2 separate regions of the Drosophila melanogaster genome follow, and region 1 is linked to region 2. A link is a contact called in public Hi-C data. All regions are on one chromosome and are shown on one strand. Each heading gives the region's core, a stretch centred on a gene start, on an enhancer-like site or on the middle of the called end of the contact. The rest is flanking DNA. Distances are from core to core; before and after follow the strand shown.

Region 1 (7,534 bases), core at 3,426-5,925, 59 kb before region 2:
ATCATCTTTGTCCTCATGGGCTTGGCTTTTCGCTGAATCTTCATCTTGAACTGGACTGATTTCTTCTTCACACTGCTTCTCATCTGCTGGCACCTTTGGATTGTTTTTAACACTAGATAAATTATGATTTATTTGGTCTGAGCTCGTGCTAGCTGAATTGTCATTTACCTCGATTCCTGGGACTCCGTATCGATCCTCCATCAGGCTGTGATCGATAGCCATCGCCTGCTCGTCCTCCTCCTCAAAATCTAACTTGGCTTTCTTCACTTCAATTGGCTTTTGGATGCTTGGTCTTTTGGTGCGTTGCACTAGATTAATTTTAGCTTTTTTGGATCTGATAGGTGCCCTTTTCACAGGAGGATTGACCTCCTTTAAGGGCTCTGGATCTGACGCTGTCTTGACCTCTTCCAAAGGCACTTGTGATTTTTCGTCACATTTTTTTGGCAAAGTTGTGATAACAGTTGTTTCATCGTTGGCCTCTTGAATTGAGGTCTCGGTTACCGAAGATTTCACATTTTGCAATTCGCTTGCAGTGGTATTATCTACTGGGTTTGGGAAGTTATTGTGTATATTAGTGTCCTCCAGAGCTGAGTCTCCCACTTGTAAGTCCACCAATGGTGTACTCAATGATGTTACACTGCTTTGCATTTTTACTGCGTTCGGGCTAATCCTCAGTACATTTGTACTGTCGCTGCTTATATCCAAAGTAGCATGCAATATATTCATATCGTCCATTTTAACAATCTTTCCGATGGGTAGCTCCTCCTCCTCGGGTTGCGTAACCGATGAACTAGCAAACGAACATCCTCCAAATCCAAATAGAGCACTCAATCTTTGCTCTTCCGGTGAAAGATCCATAAAGCTGCTTTCATCGAGCGGATTTTCAGCGGTCAATTGAGCTATGAAATCTACAGCGGATTGGATTTTATGCTCTGGTGATGTGGCCGCAGAAGAACTCGATTGTTCTTGACTCACTGCTGATGTGTCCGCTTGAGAATGCATATCACCTATTTCTGTGTTCGGTTCCCTATTCAATTTGGATATTAAAGGAACAGATTGAACCAAGTCGGCGTTCATATCTTTAGGTATGTTTTCTGGTTCAGGCAAATCAACCAGGTTCGATTCTGTGGTAACCTCAGCAGTTAAATGCCCTCTTTCCGAAGTTATAGGAATATATACAGGAGTACTTGATCCAAGTGCATTCACCTCTGGATAATTGATTGGTTCATTAAAGGACTTAAGAGGGCTTGACTCGGTAGTCGGATCAGGAGTTGAGGGAATATATACAGGAAAATCAATTGGGTTAGCAACTGCCATAACTCCTTCCGTTTCTAAATTGGAAACTAATTCTAGTTCCACGGAATTAGAAGTGGCCTGATTTGGTTCAGACGAATAACGATTTCCAGGTGTTGTAGGCACTGATGTGGGAAAGTCTATTGCCTTGTCTTCAGTAGACTCATTCGATTCAATAATTGTTTGTTTTGTTGATTCTACAGGTAATGGATTTGAACGAATACTTGAGCCAGCTGAAAAGTCTGTTGCTTTATTTGGCTTTGGATTATACAAAGGAGCAATATTTCCTTTCAGAGTTGGTGATGAAAAGGGCGACGTTCGTTTTGGTTGAAGTATTGTGTTAATAGTGAAATGAGTATCCATTGTGGAAATAACATCCTTTGAATTAAGTGTTTTCATAGCTTGAGGTTGTTTCACCTGATCCGCCTGATTACGAATCTCTTTGGCCATCTCGGCCAGTTTTTCCCGTGAAACCTTAAACTTATTGGCGTTCATAATAACCTTGCCCTTGATCACTTTAGATTGGATATTTGGTGTTGCAGCGCTATCCGGAGAATTTGTAGCTTCCACCGGAGCATTGGGCAGCCGAAGCCCACTCAAATCGATTTTCTCGTTGGGTGCCAACACCTTATGCTCCAGCACAATTAGCGGCGGTGTTGGACTCCTATGAAGTTGTGTGGGAACCGTAGGAGCTGCTCGAGCTATAGGAACCTCTGGAGGTGGATATGGTTGGCTAAAAACATTCGTAGTTTGCTGTACTGGAATCCTCTGTGGACTTGGGGAAACTTGATGCACTGTCCCGTGCGGGTTCACTAAGGGACTGTCACTCGATACGCACATGGCTCGATGTTTGGGCAGCTGATTTACCAAATTGAGCAAAAGTGGCGGCTGCTTTTGTCGGACAGTCAAGTCCGCCTTGGCAATGGACATGGAAGAGGCTGCCGGAGCTGGGGAAATCCCGCCACTGCGAGGAGCTGTTTCGTGGCAAACAGGTGGTGGCATCTTAGGCGCTGCTTTGGAAGTTGTGGGCTTCTGCTGAGCCTGCGTGTTCGTGATTAAGCTCTTGTTTAGTATTCTGTTCTTTAATAGCGCCTTCACTTGTTTGGAACGGTCACCATCCGTTGGATTTGGAGTCGGCTGGATGGGCACTATCTTCTCGATGTGTTCCGAGATCATAAAACGCTTTACTAGAGGCTGAGGTGCTAAAAATTATAAAAGTGAAACATAATTAATAAAGGAAACTATAAGCAGAAGAACTTAGGAGCAAAGTTAAAGGAGCACAGTTTTAAAGCGAAATAAGCCATCTTATACATAAAAGATGCAATTCATTGTTAAAGCAAACATTAAATAAAACCATATAGAGCATGTATTAGCAAAAACAATCGCACACACAAACGGCAGTTTGACCGCAATGGGATTTGAACCCGGGCCAAAAAGGGAATTATGTTGCCTCGCATCGACGCTTCGTCCCTAACCTCATTTTGAGCGCGCACTTGACGATTGAACCACCGAAAGAGTACGAATTGTTGTGGCACGAGTGGGTCTTGAATCTAGTTTGCCAGACGAGTAGTCAAAAAAAATATTTACCCTTTCAAGGGTATCATATTTATGAATTAAGCTCATTATCCCTATTTTACAATTAAGTGTAAAATTTTATTTGCTTTTGACCAATTAAATTTTCATAATTTATGGCTTTACGTAGTTAGTACTCTATCACACAACAACAAAAATTAAATGATTATTGATTAAACTCATTATTCAATTGTTAAAATTTAAAAAAAAGTTTTCGTTAAAAACTTTTTGTGTTACATTTAACAACAACGACAAAAATATTGAAGTGTTCTAGTATTAGCAGTATATTTCATCTCATTTCAAAGAAAAGTACCAACTAATCTAAATGTCCCGAATTAATTTTTTTTTGGTTTTTTAAATTTATTTATTAAAAGAATATTAAAATATACATAAAATATCCTTGTAAAACATGTGATTCTCTTGGCTTATTAAAATATCGATCGTTTTAAATAATTAAATACCAAATTATGTTATTCAATATAAATTTTATTGGCAGTATGTTTTGGAAATAATAACGTCCTGTTTGACAAGTGAACATATTGTAGATGTTCAGATACAGATACAGATGGTTAGCCATCCTAATATTTCTAACCTATAGACCTGAATTTTTAACAAAAATAGACTTTTTTAAACTAAAAAAAATTATTTTAGGTTGCCATTCGAAATACGTAAAAAATAAAATATATCGAGATACACGAAAAGAAAGTGAAGGCGCCGCACTCACTGCGAGACGAACTCAGAACAATTAATACAAAAACTAACTCTTTGACAATCTGTCGGCGTCTCAATCAGTTGCACCATCGTTTTGGTTTTCGGTACTGTGCCCAAAACTCGTAGAAGCATTTAGACGATTTTCGTATCACTTGGTACAAAACCCCTGGGTTTGTAACGGTTTTTTGGGCGATGCACAGCTTAAAGCAAATATATATATATACAAGTATGCATTACCAGGCTGACGCAATTGTTGTTGTGGCGACTGCAATTTGCTCTCTGGCGCAGTTGGCGTCGACTGCGCTGCGGCAGAGGTGGAAAGACTGGTGGACGATGGGGCGTCCACCCTCTTGGCATCCAGCTTCTGCTTCCTAAGCACCTCGGCCAGCTGCCTATCGAGTCCAGCCTCCTTGAGCTTGTTGAAATCCAGCTGAATCTTCTTAATTATTCGCTTGGGCGGAGCTGCAGCAGTTTTGGTGGCGTGTGGAGGAGGGGCGCTGGTGGGATTACCGGGCTTCGGTTGATTAGAAGTGGTGGTCATTGGCGCCGGTGGACCCATGATGACCTGTTTGCTGGAGTTGTCCATTTCGCGGTTACTTTAAAAATCGCATAAGACACTGGCACTGTTTATTCCACGAAAATGACGACAGAAATCGAAATTCTTAAACACTCGTTGCTTCGATTTTTCTCAAGTCCGACGTAATCCACGCAGTGACATTTAAATAAAACACGCTTTTCGAGGCCTAGTACTTGTCACCAACACTAGTTTACTTTAGTTTAGATCGCTGTCTAGACATTTTTCACTTTTTAAATTCTAAAAAAGATCAAGCATGTGCAGCTCGAATTAATAGTGTGACCGCTTTGAAAAAGTAAAATATTCTCAAAGCTTCGGAACGAAAATATACCAAAATATTATATGTAATTCTTTAAAAAAACATCGCAAAAGGAATATATAAGTTATTTTATGTATATTACAGTTTGCAAAAATTTGACTATCATTAAGAATTTTAATGGATTTATGAAACATTCTATTATTTATTTAATACTTTAATCCTGCACACGAACTATCGATTGACTCTGATAAACTACCACCCCTAACCGAATTGGCGTTTCTTGACAACCCTGTTCTGTACAACAAATTTTCATGAAATTTTACCAACGCAAAACGTTTTTCCTTCGTGCGGTTGAAAACTAAAATAAAGTTTACAAAATGGACTTCCAAAACCGCGCCGGCGGCAAGACCGGCAGCGGAGGCGTAGCCTCCTGGTCGGAGACGAACCGCGACCGCAAGGAGCGACTGCGTCAACTGGCCCTGGAGACAATCGATCTGAACAAGGATCCGTACTTCATGAAGAACCATCTGGGCTCCTACGAGTGCAAACTCTGCCTGACGCTGCACAACAACGAGGGCAGCTATTTGGCCCACACGCAGGGCAAGAAGCATCAGGATAATCTGGCAAGAAGAGCCGCCAAGGAGGCAAAGGAGGCACCCTCTTCGCTGCTGGCGCCCGAGAAGCCCCGCGTGGAACCGAAGAAGTTCGTCAAGATTGGACGACCCGGCTACCGGGTGACCAAGCAGCGTGAACTCAGCAACGGCCAGCAGTCGTTGCTCTTTCAGGTGGACTACCCGGAAATCACGGAGTCCATTGTTCCGCGTCACCGCTTCATGTCCGCCTACGAGCAAAAGATCGAGCCGCCAGACCGCAAGTGGCAGTACCTTCTCTTTGCCGCCGAGCCGTACGAGACCATAGGGTTCAAGGTGCCGTCCCGCGAAGTGGAGAAGAGTGAGGGCAAGTTCTGGACGCACTGGAACCGTGACACCAAGCAGTTCTTCCTTCAGTTCGCCTTCAAGTTCGAACCTAAGATCCTGCCGCCACCGCCGCCGAATCTACATAGGGCACTAGGCCCCCCAGGCGGATTCCCCATGCCGGGACCGCCACGTCCTGCTATGCATCCCATGTTCAATGGCGTTCATCCACCGCCACCCATGCTTTCAAACAACTAATTCATCGACAATGTTTACGGGATTTCTCCAAACGCAAGCCGATTACCACAGAAATATTCAAATAATAAACAATTTTCTACTTAATACAACTCGAGGGTTTTTGTATTTGTGTTTCTAGCTTAATAAATTGAAAAAATATTGCTGGTTTTCTTTGTAGCTGTACGACTTACAAATCGATCGCGTTTAAGGTAATTATCTTGGATTCTATAATTTCTGCTTAAATTAGGTAATGTACAACTTATTAATACACACTTGGCTGGCCATCTCCGTTCGTCAATTACTTTTAGATCTTTTCGCGCTTCTTGAAATTCCTTTTCGAAGCGCAGCGGGTGATTATATTAGAAACGTGTGGCTTATGCTCGAAGATCTTCATTAACTGATTCTGTGCCTCGTTGATGCCATCGGTAATAATCTTGCTGCGTTGAATGTTTCCCTGCAAAGTAAATTGGTTTTATGTTGAGATTCAAGCATAATGGATATAAGTATAAGAGCGCACCTTTAGCAGTTCAGTGACTCGCTCAATTTCGCTGTGCTTCTCCTTGTCCTTTTCGAGATCCTGCAGCATGGTCTCCAGCCTGCCCAGACTAAAGACTTCCGATTCATTCTGTAAGAAATCAGTTCAGTCAAAGTAGCCTACCAATACTTTCGTGCCCATTGCTTACCAAGTCCTCCATTTGCGAGCGTAAATGATAAATTTTCCATCCATTGATTTTGCCCTGCACATTTGGCTGATTGGCCAGATCAATGACTGTGGCCCGCCGCTCCTCCCTTGGCTTAACATCAGTGTACCGATGAAAATGATTGTTGGCCAACTTATGTGTGGGCTTATACGTCTGTAGATCAACGGAATCATTTGTTAACTACCACAAAATGAACTGAACCTTCAACTTACATTGAGCAAAGCACAATTGCGCGGACGACGAATCACAAAGTCGACGGGATTTGCGTTCTCCTTGTTGCCCGCCACAGCAGGTGTACTGTTCCGGTGGTTGGCATCGCCTGGCGCACTGTTGGGAGCAACACCCGGGGTCGCTGCTGTCACCAGTAGTCCTCCATTGTTGTGCTTCTGCATGTACGAAGCGCCAGCCGGCGGCGTTGGCTCCGAACTTGGAGGTGGCAGCGATAAGGATGCTTGACTCTGCGTAGAGTGCTGGCTGTCATTGCTGGCAAATACATTATCAGATTATCAACATGCATCATTTGATACAACCACTCAAATAACTCACGTCGATCGTCGCGGCTTTTTCCTAGAGGAGCAGTCATAACTGGAGCTGGAGCTATTACCAGTACCATTCATACGCGTTCCTTGTTGCATCTGCGTCGATCCCACCAAATGAGGCACCTGCTGAGGCTGCTGTTGCTGCGGCGTTGGTGCTTGCACATCCACAAAGGCACTGCTACCACTGCGGGCTCCCAGTGAGGAGTGACCAAGGTTCTGCTGAATCGATTGGTGTGATGAGTACATCTTTTGAAGAACAAATATTAAAGCCATACTTAAGCATATATTGATTGTTGTGTACACACCTCATTAATGGGATTAAAATGCGTGGAATTATCGCGCCCACCAGCGCCTCCCGTGGCTGGCTGATCGCCAATCCTGTCCTGTAATTGCTGATCCACACCAGGTGAGGAATTCGCCGACACTGTAGTTGAGCCGTCCGACGAAGCCGGCGAGTCCGCCCTCGAATTTCTCGTTGAGTTCACGGGGCCAACTGTGGCAGGCACACTAGCGGCGCTACTTGCTACACCATGGGTGACTCGCTCCCGTTCCTTCTTGGCCAGCGCCTCTACGGTCAGCCCAGAGCCAACTGATTGAGGCACTGTCACGGACACCGGCTGAATGTTGAACGTGGTGCCCGGAGCCGGTGGCATGTTTTGTCCACTGTTATTGCTAGCCATTGAAAGCAAAGTGGGTCCTAGATTTTTAGCCGCCCGTATTGGCGAACCTTCCGC
Region 2 (7,329 bases), core at 1,325-3,824:
TTTTCCGAAATCGAGCAAAACCATCAACGAATTGCTAACTTTGTAGTTTTCCAAAAATATTATGCGTGGCGCGAAAATTTCAATTTCGAACATCCAAATTTTTCGATTTACCTAAGGAATAACAAGAGTGTTAGCGTTTGTTATGAAAGTTTTAAATGATTGACTCACCTCATTTCCACTAAACATTTCATTCCAGTTCTTCATAAAGTCAGTTTTCTTCGCGACTCTATTGCGCGGTGAGTATTTAAAGGAATTCGAATCGGCCAGAAAATCTAAAAGCCACTGGATCGCATCCTCATTATAGATAAGATCTAGACCTTTTGATTTAATGTTCAGCTGAAAGCGTAAATGATTGCAATTTTCGTATTGTAATTGAAACAGGATATCCTCCTGGAGAGCAGCATTCTTTACTAGTTGATTTGGTGTGGCTGTATTCCCTGTTTGTGGCTTAATTAAGTAATTGTGCATCGTATCACTACTGGTTTTGTCTATTAGGTATACTTCTTGTAAGGATATGCCCACAGTGTAAGAAGTTAACTGTGGGCTCAACTGGAGGTAGGCGGAGAAGTTGTTGAATTGCATTTCCATAGACTTGTTCCTGCCATCATTTAATTTATCTTCGGTCTGCAGGATTACCAGTCCTTTGAGAAGCTTGATTGAAAAGTGTCCGAAGACAGCATCGCTTTTTAAGTCGGAAGAGTTCTGAAGTGAGTTCTCCAACGCAACGAGAATATCATCTTCCAAATGTTTCAGCGATTCATCCTGTTCATTATTTGGGGTACTGGGACTGTTCGCATACCAACCCATCCAGTTTGGAAACCAATGAAAGAGCATATTCTTGCCCTGCTCGTTCTGTGATTCAAAGGCGAAACCTTTCGTAAACACTTTTTCAAAGCATATCCTTCTCATTATGGTTAAATCCGATATCTTTCTATCGCTCTCGATGTAGGCTTTAAACTCCTTATCTGCAGCGGATAGATTTTCGTTGGGATTTAATATAATTGATTTGTAGAGCAGCATGTAACGAAGATTTTCCTTGAGCATTAACCACTTTTCCTCATTTTTCTTAAAGTCAAATCCATGGCATATGGTGGCGTATTTCCACCATGCGATTGGATTACTTTCTACGGTGCATGTGGGTCGCTTTAGCCTGTATTGTCGAACTTCCTTAACCTGACGGATTTCTGACAGCTTATCTAACATTTGCAGTCGCTGGACCTGGAAATATTAAAATAATTTATTAAAACAAATAATAAGCATATCAAATATGGTGATAACAACTGCGTCATGGGAAGTACAACTGTGTTTATTGGGGTACAAGTTCATTTTGGGGCTTGGTTAGATAGAAATAAGCAAATTTGTTGGTGATTGATATTGAACCAATATTATTCATTCACGAATAAAATGTATTGTTTGATAATCGCTTAAAAAGCAATCGAAATATGTACCTAATTCTGATGAACTTTGGACCTCAGTAAATTACGTCTCATTTAAGTGTTATTTGTGGCTTCAAGTTGGGCTTAGTTACCTTAGATATGTCTATGACCACCTCGGGAACCAGGAGTTCACAGGAAACCCTGGGTTTGTCTTTGGTACGTATCACCTGCTGGCATTTATCGCGCTTCCACCTGGCCGTTGCACAAATGGGCTTGATGATGAAATTGTGGGACCTCAGTTCGCAGGTGGAGTGCATTTTTTCGAGAATCTCCTGGTTAGAGTACGACTGACATTTGATGTCCTCGTGCAACAAATCCCAGTAGACCGAGAGCTCTTTGAGCTCCACCAGCTTGTAGTTCATTTCGTTGTTGTTCATTTTGTAGGACCCATTGGTCCAATCACAGTCGCAGCTCTGGGCGGTCAGAGATCCAATCTTGATGCCCGTGCATATCTTGCTCTTGCCGGTGTCCACGATGTCCTCGAACCGAAAGTGCACATCGGATATCTTGAGTTCAATGTTGTCAATGATGTTGGTGGCCATGTTGGTGCCATACTTCAGCCAGTTATTGTAGGATGAGAAGTAGTAAGACTCCATTTGTTTGCCCTTTTCGGAACGCCAGCCTGCTTCTGCGGTGTCCAGCACGGCCAGCTTATACTCCAAATCCTGCAACTTCTCCTTCTCGTAGTCCCAGTTGTCCAGGTTCTTCGGACAGATGATGCAGAACAGGCCCTCGATGGAGATGCACCATGGCGATGTCCTGAACTGGCGGACCGGAATCTGGAGTTTGATTTTACGGATACTGCCGGCGGTGACTTCGACCGGCAAATTGAACGAGCGGAGGGCATCTTTGCGTATGGGTATGTTCTCGAGCTCAACTTCGCCTGCGGGAAAATATATTGTTTATGCGATGCGGAATAAAGATAAACAATTATATCACAGTACCCGAGAGCAGTGCCACCGACAATTGGGCGGAATTCAAGTTCTCCAGATACTTTCCCAGATACGTGTTCAGCACCCACGTTATGAGGTCTCGCAACATGCTTGTTTATTAACCACTGACGCTAATCCTATTAAATATTTGTTTTTAATTCATGCCCTAAAACCACAACTATAAACATATGATTGGGGACTATCTACACCGCATAAATATTGCCGAGTCACAAATGGAACAAGTGGAATCGGAACAGGTTGTGGGATTGGATTGTAGTTGAATAAACAAGTGGTTTCTTTGGTTTATTTATTTCATAAATAATTTAAATGGGAAGTAGTTAATAAGATAATATATATCAGTCCTAATTTCGGGTGTTGCTTAAGTTTGAAATATATGTAAATGATGTTTTGCCGATGTAGCTATCAATCAGATTGGTATCGGATATCGGTCTTGTGCGATATTCTTGAAATTCCATCACTAATTATTGTTAAAAACAAAAATTTTATTGTGATTGCTACAGAGTCTATTTCCCAAAATGACCGATCCAAACGTGCCAAGAGGAGCCCTAAGCTTGCAGGCAAGTAATTTGGGTAGAGTATCTAGTGAACTTCAATAAAATGTATATTTTTCTTAGAATGTTCTGAAATATACGGTGCAACACCACGATCCAAATCCAGAAGCAGCCCCAAAGTTGGAAACTCCCGATCCTGAGGTATGTAAACAGCTCAAATTGAGAGAATTTTACAAATATTTAGAATAGTTATTGTGTTAGGCTTTAAAACACCTCAAGTAGTTATACTTTCTGAATAATTCACAAGTGTGTCCTAAGCAGTGAGTCAATCGAATCATCTAGAACCTATGTATTTGGCCATGTGCTCCTCCAAATGGAACTTCTATTGAAAGCCAAATTTGTTTGGAAATTACTTTTCTGGCACTTTGTACAGTAGTATGAAAGCTCTTTTTGATATAACAAAGTATAACATTAGTTATTGACTAGTTACTTGGAGCTACAATATATAAAATATTTTATTTTTCAGAGAGCTCAGTTTTTGGCAAATGCCCTAAATGCCATGACAGTGGATGCTGCAGCGGCCCTGAAAGCAGCTTTGGTGATCTTGAACAGCGAAGAATCCAGCACGGACGACCAAATCGAGAGTCTGGATGTCATAAGGAGCCACATCGATGACATCGACAATGCCATAACGCTGGTGAAGCTAGGAGGAACTGCAACTCTACTCCGCTACATAACACATTCGGATAGCGAAGTGCGAGAATCGGCACTCAATACTGTCGCTGAAGTGGCCCAGAATAATGTATTTTGTCAGAACGCCCTCATAAACGATAAGTTTTTGCCTGCACTTGCAAAGAACTTGAGCCATTCGAATCCGAATACCGTGCGGTGCTCCTTGTATGCGATATCATCGCTGATAAGGAACTTTCAGCCTGGATACGACGAGTTTAAGCGCATAAAGGGGATCAGGTCCTTGATACCCTGTCTGAAATCCACAAATACAAATGTCTACGTGAAGACTGCTTTTCTAATTGCATCGTTAACTTCAATCGAGAAGTCTGTCAGAGGTAAATTGAAGTAGTAATTATAACCCAGTGTTTGAAATCCTAATTATTTGTATTCCCATCAGATGATTTTGTGAAGGAAGAAGTGTTTCCTGTGCTAGTGGAAAACCTTAAGCCCGTTGATGACTTTGATATCAAACAAGAAACTACGCTTTTTGCACTTTCATCTCTTTCGCGGGAATCGGAGTTAAAACTCTCTACGGAAAAACGAGAGGAAATCCTATCGAAGCTTCAACAAATTATTTCCAAAAACAAACAGTCGGAAACGTGTGAAGTAAGATTATTTTATATATCTATTGTTATGTATCAAATTTCATACCTACTTTATTTACAGGACATGGTTAATTATGCAAGAAATATTTTTGACAACTTAAGTGCACATTAAAAACAAATCGATTTTTCACGTAAATGTTAAGTTAAATAAAATGGGCTTTGAAAGTATCTCTAGTTCACAAATCTTTCGAAGAAACACATTCCTGTGTTTATAATCTTGTAAAAATTTATTAATTTCAATGCGTCAGTTATGTTGGCAATGTGTCAAAGTCGTCACCAACTGAAACGATCGGAACGTGCTCCAAATTAACTTCAATCGGGTTGTCACATAGCCTATTTCGTTTTGCAAATATATTCCAATCCATCACCTGCACGGCGTGCAGACTTTCCGCCTCGTTATGATGCCGCAACACCATGGACTCCTTCAAAGGTAACAACAATTAAGATTTACAACGAAAAATATTTTGTTTAGGGTCAGCATACCTTAATTTTCTCCCACTTGTCATCAACATCTTGCAGCCAGCTGAGGAGCAAACGTCCATTAAAGCGGCAACGAGCACTCTTTTCCTTTTCATCCTGCTCCGGTGTGATCATGTTGTAGACCTCGTCGTCCTTCAAATACGTGCAAACGGAATAGGGCGCCGGCTGTCCAGATATGCTCCTGGCCGCCTTCGAGTGAACGCGTATTATCTCCTGCTCAACGTTCATGCATAGTTTCTCCCGCTCCACGGTGTGCGCTTCGATCAGATCTCGCCTGGCCTTCTCCTGATCCTGATAGATCCTCTCCATGGCCTGCGGAACAGTGCGTGGAATATCCGGAACTGAGATCGTCGCATTGCGTCTTAATAAGTAGGATTTCTTTGTCAGCAGATACTCGTTGTAACCTTGCGGAGGTCTTGGCTTCACCGGATACAAGCTCTTCCACTTCTTTTCGATCTGACGACGGATGCTCAAGAACATCTGGAAGCCATTGGTGAAGGGATGGTCATGGGGGTGAGATTCTTCGGAGTTGACACCGGAATCCGCCGCATTTGAGTTCTTCGAACTGTCGTCGGTGTTTTTCGGTCGAATCTTTCGCTTCCGTGGATGGAGTTCCACGTTCGAGGGATTTATGTCCTTGGACGAGGATGTCGACGACGTCGACGGGCTTGGAACATTGGTGATTGCCTCCTGGTCAAACTGGTGGCCCTGCGGGATCGGACTAGATGTCATGTTGCTATAGGAGAGCTTCACATCTGCAGGATCGTTGGCATGATTCGATGACGCTGGCGATGGAGAGCTGCTCTGCATTTGCGGGGAGGAGTTATTGGAACTGCGCTCCACACTGGTCACTCCAGTGCGATGAGAGCTTCGCAGGACCCTCAGGTTCTTTTCGTCATTGAAGAGCTTTATATTCTTGTCATCGAGGGCTGTGGAGCAAATGCTATTGCTCTTCTGTGGACTTTCGTGCGGGCTAATAGATTGATTGGTTATGACGGTGTCAATGGAATCGCTATTGGAGCTGACCACATACGGCAGGGCGGCATTGCGAGAGGCAGTCACCTTGCCAGTTCGAAGCACATTGCCCTCAGTGTCGATTGAGCAGTTCTGCTGCGGAATCACAATTTTTAATGGCGGCACTTTGAGTCCTCCGTTGTATAGGCTGTCGTTACTCTTGTAATCATCGCTGCACTCCGTTTCGTTCTCAATATCTACATTCTTACTAGTCTCCGCCGGCTCCTTTTCGGCATTGGAAGCGCTGCTTTTGTTTCCTGACGGGGATCCCTTCGTTGCAGCTAGCTTGGAGCTTTTCTCCACGCGCGATGTGAGCTTCAGGGAGGCCCCCTTCACGTCCTTTCCATGCTCCGAATCCTTGCGCTTCTTTTTCTTTACGTCCTCGCCAGATTCCTCGTAGTCCTCCTCTATGTCTGAGTAGCAGCGCTTGGCAGCCGAAGTTCCCTGATGATTCGTATCGCTGGATTTACCATCGTTGCTGCTCTCCTCCGCTGAAGATTTGTCTTTCGTGTCCAGGACCTCTTGCTTCTCATTCAGGCTGCCCTCGTCAGTCTCTGCGTCTCCTTTCTTGCATTCATTCTTCTTTAAGGTGGTGCGGGATGAATCTGCAAGAACGAGAATCTTATACATTACATTTGACGGCTGTGTGATTTAGTTTGGAAGATCATGTAGGAAGTAAAATGAAAGCTTATTGTCTATCGGATATCTTTTCGGGTGGAATTTGTAGTTATGTTTGAAGGAAAACCAACTAAAATGATTTTGTGTGAAAACTAAGAACTTAAGCATCGTTAAATGAGTTGTTTTTAATTTTGGTTTCTAAAGTATTAGCTCGGATAAGAGACAGGGTTTTTTTGACATCTTTACACATATTTCTTCAATAATAATTGGTATCTTCATTTGAATCAGTTAAATGACAATTTATCCGCAATCGAAACCAGTTTCTCGGATACTTTTACATTATTCCTGACTCTCAGATACATTTATGTATGTACATACGTAGATATGTACATGCATAGATGTATATGCGTGTAAGTATGTACGCAGCGAAGTACCCACGATGTAAATTGAAATTCAAGCCGACGAGCAAAAGTTCTAAGCTTTGTGACTGAACTATAAAATCCACTTGAATCATGTGAAAAGTAGACATTCACTTAATTATTTTGCTTATTTACCTGTCGACGAGTTGGCTGTCATTTGGATGAGCAGAGCCATTTGCTGCCTCTCCGACATTGGCGTGTTTGAGTTCGATCTGGGTTGGGTAGCTCCTGTATTAAATCCTATCCCCTTCGGTCTTGGGGGTGGCATACTCTTTTGTTCAGTTTTAGACGGTAAAAATTAAAATATAGAACAAAAACGGAGACTTGAAAAAGTCTTGCAAAATTTATTACAAAAAGAATAGTGCGACCGTATCGTGAATACAAAAATATGCCAGCTTGCTAATATAATAACGATGTTTTCAAATCCATTAAGTTAACAACAAATTAATTTATATATTATGTGTACAAATTTCAAGATACACCTTTAATTAGTTCCAAAAATTAAATTTTTTATTGAACTAAATCAATACCTGCTCCACCAAGGTATGTGCGTTTGTTGACCTCCAACATGTTATAGATGC

What was found. A called contact is a pair of places that touch in the nucleus more often than the background predicts.
Region 1: a contact with region 2 is called in a Hi-C map of the OSC cell line, with 4 times the contacts expected there. The contact joins the promoter of Sf3a2 here to the promoter of Vps13D in region 2. A contact is called at or near these places in 22 of 107 Hi-C or Micro-C datasets (the Clone 8 cell line, the D17-c3 cell line, the Kc167 cell line and 9 more) and 2 of 6 datasets of contacts at active chromatin or transcription factors (both in the Kc167 cell line).

What each region holds. Positions count from the first base shown.
Region 1 is chr3L:12,811,160-12,818,693 of dm6, reverse strand. It overlaps Sf3a2 (Splicing factor 3a subunit 2), which reads left to right and starts at 4,675. Exons shown (of 1, transcript NM_140346.2): 1 at 4,675-5,666. The coding sequence starts at 4,787. The coding sequence ends at 5,581. Sap130 (Sin3A-associated protein 130) reads right to left here. Exons shown (of 11, transcript NM_168518.3): 6 at 7,106-7,534; 7 at 6,808-7,046; 8 at 6,474-6,744; 9 at 6,244-6,414; 10 at 6,078-6,185; 11 at 5,658-6,014. The coding sequence ends at 5,865. It overlaps CG42588, which reads right to left and starts at 4,440. Exons shown (of 10, transcript NM_140347.4): 1 at 3,814-4,440; 2 at 1-2,495. The coding sequence starts at 4,162.
Region 2 is chr3L:12,750,294-12,757,622 of dm6, reverse strand. Vps13D (Vacuolar protein sorting 13D) reads right to left here and starts at 2,574. Exons shown (of 19, transcript NM_168512.4): 1 at 2,381-2,574; 2 at 1,529-2,319; 3 at 169-1,218; 4 at 1-111. The coding sequence starts at 2,477. CG10973 reads left to right here and starts at 2,849. Exons shown (of 5, transcript NM_001038913.2): 1 at 2,849-2,946; 2 at 3,004-3,081; 3 at 3,407-3,947; 4 at 4,010-4,218; 5 at 4,279-4,384. The coding sequence starts at 2,905. The coding sequence ends at 4,329. It overlaps CG10984, which reads right to left. Exons shown (of 4, transcript NM_168511.1): 2 at 6,884-7,019; 3 at 4,701-6,316; 4 at 4,221-4,639. The coding sequence starts at 7,016. The coding sequence ends at 4,466.